3 separate regions of the Mus musculus genome follow, and all the other regions are linked to region 3. A link is a contact called in public Micro-C data. All regions are on one chromosome and are shown on one strand. The core of a region is the stretch at or near the end of the contact, and the rest is flanking DNA. Distances in the headings are between cores, read along the strand shown. Region 1 holds the start of Dlx3 (distal-less homeobox 3). Region 2 holds the start of Ube2z (ubiquitin-conjugating enzyme E2Z). Region 3 holds the start of Ngfr (nerve growth factor receptor (TNFR superfamily, member 16)).

Region 1 (4,098 bases), core at 15-2,514, 470 kb before region 3:
AGTGGAGATGCAATAGAGAAATGAGATTGGCACCCAGAACAGTAAATATTACCCGGGAACTGGACTTTGAGAGCCAGACAAGACTAGGGGGGTTGGAGATTGCTCCAAGGTGAGAAACATCTTCATTGGGGCCTCCATGGACAGAAGAAATTGAGTGAAGTACATGGCTCCTGTCTATTGGAGATAGATGGATCTGAGCATGTATCTATGCACATTTGGGCATACCCAGCTCACAGGTCGGTCATTCAGGACCCTACACTTCCACTGCCTCACACTACATACAGAGACACACTCTCATGCACACAGGTTCTCACGGGCACTCTTGCACACACTGTATTTTGTGTATTTTGCGGAAGATGTAACATAGATCTTTCACCCCTAACAAAGTCTGTGCTCCTAAGAGCTGTCCCAGACTGAGTGGACCCTGCCTCCAGACTTCCTGAAGAACACAGAAAGCCAGCCTCATAGGGACTGACTGCCTCGTGGCTCTTCCATTCATGAAAGGGCACACATATAGCTGGGGGTACCTCTGTCTTCTAAAGCAGCCCCTAAATCCATACAGCCTTGCTCCAGTAGGGACTTGCAGGCCCAAGGTGTTCTTGCTTGGTGAGACTCTTCCTTCAGAATTTAAAATTTTATATTTCACATCTGCAGTGTCATTAAGATAACATATTAAGCCAGGGCCATACGGAGAAACCCTGTCTCGAAAAAAAACAACAAAAAACAAAACAAAACAAAACAAAAATATAATATATTTATATAGTCCAACCTTTTTTTCCAATTTTAAAAGTGATCAAAATATTTTCATGGACCCTGGGTCTTTGCCACTTTCTGTCTGTCATTTGCATAGACCACACATACATCATTAAGGACCACCTCCTTCCACAAACACCCAATGGGTAAATTCCCCTCCTTCCTCATCTCACCTAAGCCCACCCCTGGCCACTAAAACAGACCGATTAGTAGATCCTGGGGGCTCCGCACAGCCAACCCCTCCGCACATTTGGGGGATTTATCGGAGGTAGAGCATAGGAGGAACACAGTGGCGCTGGGGGGAGTGTGTGTGTGTGTGTGTGTGTGTGTGTGTGTGTGTGTGTGTGTATTAGGGGTAACAACAAAGAGGGTTGAGAGGGTTGGGGGAGCCAGTGAGAAAGCGCGAGCGTGTTTTGCCTCGAAGGCAAGACTTGCAGCCAATCAGCGCGCAGGAGCCTCCCTCGGCGACTCCAACATTGAGTCTATAACCGGCTGGCCGGGCGGAGCTGGCAGCATTTGACTGTGGCTTGGGACGCGGAGAGAGGCACGCAGCGACTGACCGACAGCCGGCGATGGTCTAAGCGCCCCTCGGCCACCCCCTCCCCCAGACGCGACCGCGTCCTGCCCTCGCCCTCTGGACACACACCCCCACCTGGGCTCCTCCGCCCGTTCGGCGCTCCTCGGAGGAGGCCCGGGGTGTTGCGGCGCTCGCCAGCATGAGCGGCTCCTTCGATCGCAAGCTCAGCAGCATCCTCACCGACATCTCCAGCTCGCTCAGCTGCCATGCGGGCTCCAAGGACTCGCCCACCCTGCCCGAATCTACAGTCACTGACCTGGGCTATTACAGCGCTCCTCAGCATGACTACTACTCGGGCCAGCCCTACGGCCAGACGGTGAACCCCTACACCTACCACCACCAGTTCAATCTCAATGGGCTCGCAGGCACCGGCGCTTACTCGCCCAAGTCGGAATATACCTACGGGGGATCCTATAGGCAGTACGGAGCGTACCGGGAGCAGCCTTTGCCTGCCCAGGACCCAGGTGAGGATGCCCGGGTTGTGGAGAGGGTGCGAGGGACTCTAAGGTTCCCAAGCAAGAGGAAGTCTGGGAATAGGAGCTGAAATCTAGGGAAACTCGAGGTTAAGAAATGGAAGCGTTGGAGATTAGAGGAGACCGGGTTAGATGACCTCCAGAGGGGTGAACGACACTCCGAAGAGGCGCGCACTGTGCGCCGCGGTCTCTTGGAGATTCCAGGGCAGCTGGAGCCACCGGGAGCTCCTTCTGAGTGATCATGGGGGCCTTCAATGCTGCCATCCCGCTGGCACTTGAGCCGGAGACGAAAGACGGTCGCCGAGAGCTGGAGGGGAGTCAGCGAGGACTGGAGGTTCCAGGGCCCTTCTTTTGGATGCCGTCAGGGGAAACCCGGAGTAGTGAAAGGCTTGTGGAGAAAGACCCAAAGAAGTCCCAGAAATGGAGGAGAGACTGGGAAGTAGAGATGCGGAGAGAGAAGTGGGGACGGCGAGAAAGAAATGTGGGGGGGGCGGTAAGATAAAGCGCACAGCAGAAAGCAACAGAGGAAATGAAGAAAGGGCGGGGAGGAAAGAAAGAAAAAGGAGGAAAGAAGAGGGAAGGAAGAAAAAGAAAACAGAGAGAAAGGGAAAAGAGACAGAGAAAACGCTTGTACTGTCCTTGCAAATTTTTTCCTGAAACAAATGATCCTGAACTAGAAAGCGTATTAAAAGGAGATGGGGAGGAGGGGGGACAAGAAGTGGGAGACGCCACCGCGGCTAGGTGGGTCACCAGAGAAGAGTGGCTGAGCCGGGAAGGCGTCGTGAGCGAGCCGCGCGGTCCTCGCCCAGTCGGTTGCTGGCGCCGGAGTCGGCGCTCCGAGGCCCCGGGTGCCGAGCTGGGAGCGCCGCGTCGTGGGCGGCCGCCGGTCCGGCTGGGTCGCTGCGGTTCCTCCCCGGGCGCGGGCGGCACTACGCTCCTCCAAGAAGTCCCGGGGAGATCAGTGGGCCGGAGGGTGCGGCGTCCGACGGTGGGAAATCTTGGAGAACGCGGTGGTCGCAGGCTGAGACTAAACTGGTGTTTTTCCCCTACAGTGTCGGTGAAAGAGGAGCCGGAAGCCGAGGTTCGCATGGTGAACGGCAAGCCCAAAAAGGTCCGAAAGCCGCGAACGATCTACTCCAGCTATCAGCTGGCTGCCCTGCAGCGCCGTTTCCAGAAAGCCCAGTATCTGGCCTTGCCTGAGCGCGCCGAGCTAGCTGCACAGCTGGGCCTCACACAAACACAGGTTGGTACTGAACGCTCCAGGGTCTCAGGAGGGATCTGGGATTCCCTAGGTACCCCTGAGCCTGGCTGGCCCATGAAGCACCCCTTTGCCCTGCCCCTGCCCGGCAGCTCGCTGCAGGAACTCTTGCCTGCCCTTCCAGTGACTTGAGTCTCAGCTTTCAGAGAAAGGGTTACAGTAGGGAGCATAGAAGGGTGCAGTGTGCATCTTTGTGAACTTTTGCAACTGTGTATGGCGTGTCACAGAGAGATGCCCTCCCCTGTACCCCAGAACTCCCAGCTCCCAAGACCCTTAGCAACGTTTAGGACATAGGAGATCCTGTTGTCTCTCTCCCAGACTAAGTATGTACGTGTGGGGCATGCATGTGACATTCCAGGGAATATTCACATAAGGAATGAGGTCCTTTAAGGGTCATTTTGCAAACAGAAGGCCAGTATCTGTGATGAGACACTAGACAACGCACGCGTGTGTGAACACACACACAAAGTATGCTTGTATAGAAACATCATGATCCTGCTTCCCACCCAAATGCCTTTGCCAGTAGCCAAGTGGATAGGTTCTCCACTAAAAGGATGTAGAAATCAGAAAGTGGGAGTCCATCTCCACCCTCTTACCTGTCCCTAAACCCCAAGCAGCCTTGCTGCTCTTGGGGAGGAATGTCGGGTGCTGAGCTCCCTACAGGTGTTGACAGGCTGGCTTTGGTTGTGGCTGGGCTGTGTGGGGCCTGGTCCATCGGGAATCTGGGTCACCTGGTGAGGCGCTGAATCATTGTTTGTACCAGTCATGGAGTGGAGAGAAGCAGGGGAGGGGGAGATACCCCACGGGAAATTTAGGGACTCTGGAATTGTGGTTCACCTGCCCCTGAGTTCCTAGGTCACCCTTCATACCCAGCCAGAGTCTAGGAGCCCCTCCATGCCTGAGTGTTTATGTCGTGGGTGTTTATCTGGGTGTTATCTGCATGCGTTTATAGCTTTACTGTCTGGCGGCTGTGTGAGGCTGAGTGGGTATGTTGCCGAGGAAAGAGATACCTGTGTGGGTGTGTGTTTATCCCAGTG
Region 2 (3,853 bases), core at 1,250-3,749, 480 kb after region 3:
CTTGGGGGTTTGATTTCTTCATCGGTAAAATCAGAGAGAAGAGCTGAACTAATATTTTTTAGGTCTTTTCAATTTTATGGGCCCAATTTTTGCATAATTCCCCTGCCCCTTCCCCCATCAAGTTACCTACCTTAGTCATGTCAACAGTGTCGGGCACAACGAACATTCCTGGAGGAGGCTCCTTATAAATGGACATGATATCCCTGTATAACACCAAGAGGAGGTAGGAGGAGTGAGGAAGAGGGAAATCCCTTGAGGGGGACAACTATTATCACCTCAGTGAGCCCAGGGTTTGAGAAAGTGGTGCTTGGTACTGAAAATGTTTGCACTGTCTCCTTGGCTGAGAAATCTCAGCTGAATACTTGTCAGGCAGGCAGAGAGCAAATTATTATCAAAGGGTCATTGTTTCCTGGGGAGGGGGGGGGGACTCAGAGAGGAAAAATAAGCCAACATCCCAATGGTATCAGATGTCACCCTGGAAAAGTCACATCCTATATACTGTCACTTCTTCCCACATGAAAACTCATTTACTTCCCATCTCCCAGATTCCCAGGTACTACAACTGAACACAGAGATTTTCTCAATTGGGAGGGCTTCATTCCATTCACTACAAAACTTACTCCATAAAACATATGGGTTCGCTTTGCTGGTAAGGTAAGGAGACAGCATGAAGCCAGCGGGAGCAAGTCTACCATGACCTGTGTGTCCAGGAAACTAATAGGATAGTTGTTTTGAGGAAAAGGGAATCCTCTGAAATAACCAGAATCTCATCTCTGAAAGATGACATTTAGTAACTAGGATGAATGAAACTTCTGGGTCAGTAATCAACTAGAATGGATCAGTTGAGAACTGGCTCAGAAGAAGTCAATTATGAGGAAGTCTGGGGACACAGAAGGGTAGCCGAACAAAGAAGTTCGTCCAGGCCAAACTCAAAGCTGTATCCAGACTAAGAGAATCAAACAGCTAAGGAGTTAAGTTAGGGGTGGCAATAACTGTGAAGTTGTTCTACGTCCGGCACTGTGCCAGGTACTTTACGTGCATGGTGTAGTTTTTTTTTATTAAAAACTTGGAAAATATGTAGCCGGGCAGACACCTGAGGGGACTTGGAATGTTTGGGATAATAGCCAGATAAGAGGCTAAGATGAAAAGACTAAGTCTGGTCACCAGGAAACAAGTTTCAAAATTAATAGCTCAACAGTCTTATCTTTTGCCATGCAATTGGTACCATACTAAGTGAGCACTTTTGCAAAACATATTTATCTATGAAGTGATACGATCTAAGATCGGTCACCCAAGACACAAGCACAGACAGGCCCTAGGCCTTTTGTTCCTGTATTTGAAGGGAGTACATCTGCTTTACAAAAGTAAACCAGACAACCTTGGGGGTAAATAATAGGAAAAAAGTTCTTGACTAAGATGTTACAATCCAGAGTGATAGTGAGAGATGGTAGGAACGCAGAGTTTCAGGGACAGGTGTGAGGGACAGTTTTGGGGTGATTGGAAAGGGGGTTCAAGAAATGATCTGGAAAGTCAGGGAGGCTCTCTAGACCCGTGGAAAGGGCCATATGGTGGGGAAACGAGGTAAGGAAAGGTAAAAAGGAAGACTGACTCGAGTCTGCAACTGGGCAATGCAGGTAGAGGATGTTCCAAGCGGGGACTCCAGAAGAGATGGAGAACTGATGGGTGGGGCCTGAGGGCAGCCTTTAGGTAAGCTGGTGGGGTAGGTTAGAGGGGAAGTGCGAAGGGCGGGACCGAGCGTTACAGAAGAGCAAAAGGGTCAGGTTTCGGGTGAACGGGAGGGGGTAGGGATAAGGCATCCGGAACGGAGCTGCAGGGCTCACCGGAGGTCGCTAAGGGGCGGGGTAGGCCCGAGGGCAATCGCGGATCTGTTTGGGCTGTAGGGCCGGGCGCTGAGAGGGCGGGAGGGAGGGAAAGGGCGACACTTAAGGCCCCCGTCAGTAGAGAGGCCCGCAGGGTTTGGGCCTGGAAGACGTGAGGCGGGAGAGAGCCCCGATGGGGAAAGGTGGGGGGCGGGGAAGGTCGAGCCCTGGAGCTCCGGGGTGAGGGAGGAAAAACCCCCGGCTCACCGCTTAATCCGAAGTAGACACTGTGGCGCGGTTCGCTCGCCGTCCCAGTCCGAGCTGAGCGTGGGGTCCCAATGGCTAAGCAGCGCGGCCCCGTGGGCAGCGGCCGAGGGCGGGAGTCCTGGCAGCGGAGCCAGGCCGCTCCCCGGTCCCCCGGCCCCGCCCGCCGCCGCCGCCGCCGCCCACACATCCGGCAGAAAAGGCGGCCCGAACCCGCCGCCGCTCCCGCTAACGCCGACCACACCGGCAACACCACTCGACCCTGGGCCCGCCGCCCCGGCGCCAGCCGTCGCCGTCGCCGCCTCCTCAGTCGGACTCTCCGCCATCGCTGCTTCGCTTCCGGGACTGCTCAGCAGCACGTCCGCCGACCAGAGCGGCCGCTGCTCCCGCACCACCGAGAGCCGGGCCAGAGTGTCCCCACCCTCGGCTTCCCCAGCCCGGGTGGCGCTGGCTCCGCCCACCTCCGCCCGGACCAGCGAGAGGCGTGCTGCCAGAGCGTCCACCCACGGTCCTCCAGAGCGGGGGGCGGGGGCTAGCGGACTAGCTGGCGCTCCAGGCCAGCGCAGATTCTGCGCCCCGCTGGAGATGCTGGTAGCCTTCCATGGTTAAAGGTTTTATGTTGGGAGAGTTGATGTCGGAGAAGACAGTTCAAAGAAGATGGAGAGACCCACAGCTTCTCTTTTAAAGGGAGGGACCATCGATGTTCAATCCTAGGGTAGGACTAAGGTCCACCTTCCCTGTAGGGCAATCGAAAGAAGAGCTTGAGTAGTTTAGGGCCCTTCACATCCCTACGGCTCTGTGCTGTATCATGTCTGGTCTTCTCCCCCATCGACTACTATTGTCGCCTGACTGCGGATGGACTAAGAGGAAGAACGGAATCAGAACGTGCGAATAAAAGACCACCTCATTTGAGTTTATTCGATATTTATTTATGAAGGGCATACTAAAGGCCAGGAGCTGTTGCTAGGCATTGCCCTGGAGATAATGACACAGAAGTTGACAGCTTGGTAGAAGTCAAGCATCAGGCTTGATTCCAAGCTCAGTACCTTTTCTACCCGCTAATCCTGGAGTTACGGGTTTGAAATTCTCAATTTCTTAGAACTATATTGAGATTTGTAATACGAAAATTAACTCTGACTAAGGGGAAAAGACCTTAACCTTGTTCTACTGACAGGAATATGAGTCTGTGTGTGTGTTTGCTAACTGTAGGAAAACCAGAGGTACCGCATGACTGAGAATTTACACAACCCTTTCAGCTGGTCTGAGACAACATCCGAAACAAACACATTGATACTCTATAGCAAAGTGTATGAATAGTTTTTGAGACAAGGTTTCCAATATGTAGCTGCTTACCTCAGCCTTCTTAGTGCTGAGATGACCGGCATAAGCCACCACACCCAATGAAATATTCATATTAACTTTAGTACATTTATGAAGATTCATTCTAGAACAAACAGCCAGAGCCTCACTTTGGATCTTGTTTTTTTTTTTTTTTCTTCTTCTTTTCCTCCCGAAGAAGCCTGGCTCCTGTGGTGGCACAGCTCGTAAGCTAAGCACTAGAGAGGTTGAGGAATGATGAGGGAACTATCGTACATAAATAGTTGAGGCCACAAATTGAGTTCAAGGCAATCTGGGCAACAAAGGGACACCCTGTCTCAAAACACAAAAACCAACAAGTGAAGAGCCTGCGTTCTGGACATTTGTGCGTTTTCTCAAATGGTCTGGGGGCGGGGGTCTGGGAATAGTGAATACATTATGTTTTGAAGCTG
Region 3 (4,186 bases), core at 510-3,009:
TTGAGATCGTGACCAACTTGCTTAAACTTCGAAGTCCCTGCCTCCTTATCAGTAAGATGGAGATGGGGGGGGGGGGTGTACAGTGCTCGGATGTGGAAAGGGTGGAGGGAAGAGTGAGGAGAGGACGTCACTTTCATTGCCAACCTTCCTTAAGATCTGGTCAGAAATACCCAGAGTACTCAGGTTCATAGAAGGAGGACCTAATGACCTTAGCCGGAGTTGGTGTCTCCGAACAGCAATCCGACAAGAATCCCAGGCATCCAAGTGGCCCCTGTCTCATTTGAGAAGCGTTCATTGACTTTCACCGAAAGCCTGGCCAGGTGTGGGCGGGATGATGATCCTATTAAGTTCTGGACCGGAAGGAGCACGGAGGGCTCAGGGCCCGTGGCGGCTTAACTTAGAAGGGACTCAGTGCGCAGCCCAAGGCGCGCACGCAGCTCCCAACAGCAATCCCTCGCCCGCAGTGCCCCCTGCGGGTCGCCTGGGGTTTTGCATCCCCTAGCTGTGCGCTGCCGGAACCATCACAGCCTTGAGAGTCCCAGCGCTCCGCATCTCGAGAGCTGGCCGGCGTTTAATAGGGTAGGGGGATGCCCCGGCTCTGTCTCTCCGGGTCCACTGAGTTGCTTCAAACCACGTGAAAGGTTTGTCAAGGAACTACCCTAGAAGCGGATTTGCCATAGTGAAGTGAGCGCTCTCTTCCCTGCCTGGGATGCCCAGACGCAATTCCCGGACTGGGCGAGGCCGCTAGAAAGAGCGCTAGAACCCACGCGGGAAACGTCTGTGACTGGGCTGTCCTCATCGCATCGTCCTTGAGTAGACAGACAGGCGGGGCCCCGAGCACTTTAGGGTATGCACCTTCTTTCCATTTCTCTATCTCTTTTGTGGTTGTCTCTTTTCTGCCCTCCATAAAGCCCACTTCTCTCTCTTCAACCTCTCTGCCACTCCCGAATCGCTCCTTTCGATGCCCCTCCCCCCCATTGTCTGGCCGGTCCCCATTGTCCATACTGGGTCCCCTCTGCCTCCAGTCCCTCCAGCTGCCTCCCGCATTGTTCCGTCTCTAGCCCCTCACATCTTTAGTGCCGATCTCTTTCCCTTCCTTCTCTCTGCCCTACAACTCCCCAGGGACTAAGATGCTAAAGAGAAAACTCCCCTCGGGATCCCAAAATTCACACGCTGTCGTCAAAAGAACCCAGGCGCCCGAGATTCCCAAACCTCCCTCCACCCCACTCGAGACTGCTCCCAGTCTCCTACACCGCACCCGTCGTAGTGCTCAAGAACCAGCAGCAGCAAGCAGAACCAAGAACGGGTGTCGTTGCAACAGTCCTGTCTGCATCTCTATCCTGGGACTGGGTCGCCTCTGCGCTCTGAAAGTCCTAGAAGCTAGGAGCGCCCCTGTGGGTCATGATCCCGCAGCTCCTCCGCCACCCGTTGCCAGCATCTGGGACCTTAACGTCTTATTCTGTTCCCTGGGTGGTGGCACCCACATCCCCTTGGGGTTCAGCTCTTTGAAAAGGTTAACGGAGGTCCCTCCTACTAATCACTTACCCCTAGAAGCAGCAGCAGCAGCAGCAGCAGGCGCAGCCGGTCCATGGCGCTGCAGGCAGCACCTGCCCTCCTCATTGCTCGCCTCCGGCGACAGCGCTCAGCTTCTAGCTCAGTCCGCTCTGCGGACCGATGGTGCTGCGCGCTGAGCTGAGCTGCGCTGCGCTGCGCTCCAGCGCCCGCTGCCCGCCGGAGCTGGCGGAGGCTCCACTCGCTCTGGCTGCTAGCGGGCGGGAGCAGCTGGGTGAAGGCAATGCAGCAGCCCCGCCTCCTCCCCGCCCAGCCCGCCCAACTCCCCCCCCCCCCCAACCCCTCCGGAACCGCGCCCGCCCGGCTGCCTAGGGTGGGGAGTCCAGAGCAGTCAAGTGAGGCGTGAGAGGAGCCGCACCCGTGTGCCCCGCTGTGGCTTCTCAGTGGGCTGCCCCACGTACCCAGGGCACCTCCGGTTATGCTGAGCATAAGATGCTTCGGATCCAACGGGGGCCATTGCTCTCCTACTGATGAAGCCTGCCTCGGGGTTAACTCTCTTAAACATCTTTAGCCTAATTGCCTACCTAGCCCTTATTCCGAAAATGAGGCTGCCCTCCTTTTATGGTTGGATACACACCTTATTCCATTCTCTCTCTGTTCCAACTTGTGGAGGGATATGTTCCTTGGGGCCTTCAAGGTGAAATCTATCCCAATATCATAATTTGGGATATCTGTCTGACACTGTTTCTCTGTCTCTGTCTCTGTCTCTCTGTCCCTGTCTCCCCCTCTCCTACACACACACACACATACACACACACACACATGATAGAACCTAGGACCACACACACACACACACACACACACACACACACATGATAGAACCTAGGACCACACACACACACATGCTAAGCAAGCATTGTATCACAGAACTCTATCTCCAGCCTTTCATGAGCTTGAATGAGTCACAGGTGTGCACATAAACCCCAGGAATACACAAACACACTCTCAAGTGCACCTGTACGTGTGTGTGTTGACGTACTGACATCTGCCTATACCGTCCCTCAGGCATTCATATAGACCTGCTCATCCTACAAGGGCTCCTAACACAGACCAGACATACATCAATGCACACAGGCTGACATTCACATATACACTCCTACACACTCACATGTGTGCACTGCACAGTGGTAGTCACACAAGCCCACATCTGTATTTTGCCCTCAAATGCACACACACACACACACACACACACACACACACACACACACACACACAGAGTATACAGACAACACACAAACATGATTACATGAGTTTGTGAGTTTCCTACGGGCAGGGACAGTAGTGTCTTCTCTGACCACCCAAGTGTTCAGTCATGGAGGGGATTCAAGGGGAGAGCTGTTGAATGGATTCAACATCCACAGACTCATCCGTGAGCTGTGTAGGCCTTCTGAGGATCACACTGGCCATGCTCTAGAAGCGTGGCACATCAAACCACCTGTATGCCAAGGAATGTGCAGTCAGTCTTTCAGAAGAAACACCGCCCCGCCCTTCTCTGGTTCCCAGACATCGAAGGCCCTGGTACAGAACTGTGTGGGGACAGTCTATCCCAGCACCAGATGTTAGCTATGTCTGGACTCCAGTTCCTCTTCAAAAAAATACAGTCCCAAAATAATAGAAACAAGGGACAGACCAAGAGCATTTATAAAGCAGGCCTGCTCATGAGTAGGTGATTTCCTAGGTCACTTAAACTTAATTGCAGGAAAAAAAAAAAAACCTATCCTATGTAGCCAATAAAGGCCAGCAGACAGTCCCCAGGAAGGACGGGTAGACATCACTGTGGCTTTGAGAATTCATGTTCATGAGCCACCATGGCTGGATGTAAGAGTCTAGGCAGAAAGCAGGACCTCAGAAGTCCCTGGGGAGTCCTTCCGCCTGGACAGAGATTACTTCTAAGATGTCCCCTCCCCCAACGCTTTTACAGACCTGCCTTACTCTCTGCTGAATTCATGGGAGGCAGGAAGGGGGAGCATTAGCACTTCCAGAAGCATTGAGCTGCTTACTACCAGGCTACCGACAGTGTGGCATTAATTTAAATACTCCCGTTATTAATTTATGATCCCAGTTACTATTATTGCCAAGGTTATCCATCTCAACACAATTTAATACGACCCACACCACCATGGCTGGGCCTGGGTTATTAATAATTTCCATGGTCTTGATCATTTAAGCCTTACTCCAACAATTACAAACAGCAATTGTTACTATTCTTAGCAGTATTTCTATGATTAAGCTGAAGCACAAGCCCGAGATGTACTGCTGAGTGCTGGCAGGGAGTGTGGCTGCATAGGGTGCGGAAGGAGGAGTGTTGCATTGTGGGAAGTCAGGCCTGAGTGCGAATGCTTGCCCCCTGCCCTGTTGCCTCTTCCTTCTTACCTTGGGAAGGCTTCAACCATCTCTCTTGGCCTTTGTTTTCTTATTTACAGGATGGGGCTTTAAAGGAAGGTAATAAGATCAAATAGAGGAACGCAGTGTTCATCACACCGGAGACCCAGCCTTCTCTTGGTCACTCAGTGTGAATTTAGGAGCCCCTGCTATGGCCCACACACACTTCTAGGTACTGGGAATTCAGCAATGGACAAAGCAACTCTCAAGATAACAGTCTCGGTCAGCAGTT

What was found. Hi-C and Micro-C count contacts between places; a contact is called where the count stands out from the background.
Region 1: a Micro-C map of embryonic stem cells shows a contact between it and region 3, with 1.9 times the contacts expected there. The contact joins the promoter of Dlx3 here to the promoter of Ngfr in region 3. A contact is called at or near these places in 9 of 39 promoter capture datasets (the C10 cell line, HPC-7-derived erythroid cells, embryonic stem cells and 5 more), 3 of 484 Hi-C or Micro-C datasets (cortical neurons and embryonic stem cells), 4 of 115 datasets of contacts at active chromatin or transcription factors (embryonic forebrain, embryonic stem cells and stem cell-derived neural progenitor cells) and 1 of 9 other capture datasets (pancreatic islet).
Region 2: a Micro-C map of embryonic stem cells shows a contact between it and region 3, with 2.5 times the contacts expected there. The contact joins the promoter of Ube2z here to the promoter of Ngfr in region 3. A contact is called at or near these places in 2 of 39 promoter capture datasets (embryonic stem cells and pre-B cells) and 2 of 484 Hi-C or Micro-C datasets (the N1E-115 cell line and embryonic stem cells).

What each region holds. Positions count from the first base shown.
Region 1 is chr11:95,118,853-95,122,950 of GRCm38.p6, forward strand. It overlaps Dlx3 (distal-less homeobox 3), which reads left to right and starts at 1,265. Exons shown (of 3, transcript NM_010055.4): 1 at 1,265-1,794; 2 at 2,856-3,046. The coding sequence starts at 1,470.
Region 2 is chr11:96,062,865-96,066,717 of GRCm38.p6, forward strand. Ube2z (ubiquitin-conjugating enzyme E2Z) reads right to left here and starts at 2,500. Exons shown (of 7, transcript NM_172300.3): 1 at 2,088-2,500; 2 at 131-203. The coding sequence starts at 2,410.
Region 3 is chr11:95,585,939-95,590,124 of GRCm38.p6, forward strand. It overlaps Ngfr (nerve growth factor receptor (TNFR superfamily, member 16)), which reads right to left and starts at 1,760. Exons shown (of 6, transcript NM_033217.3): 1 at 1,546-1,760. The coding sequence starts at 1,620.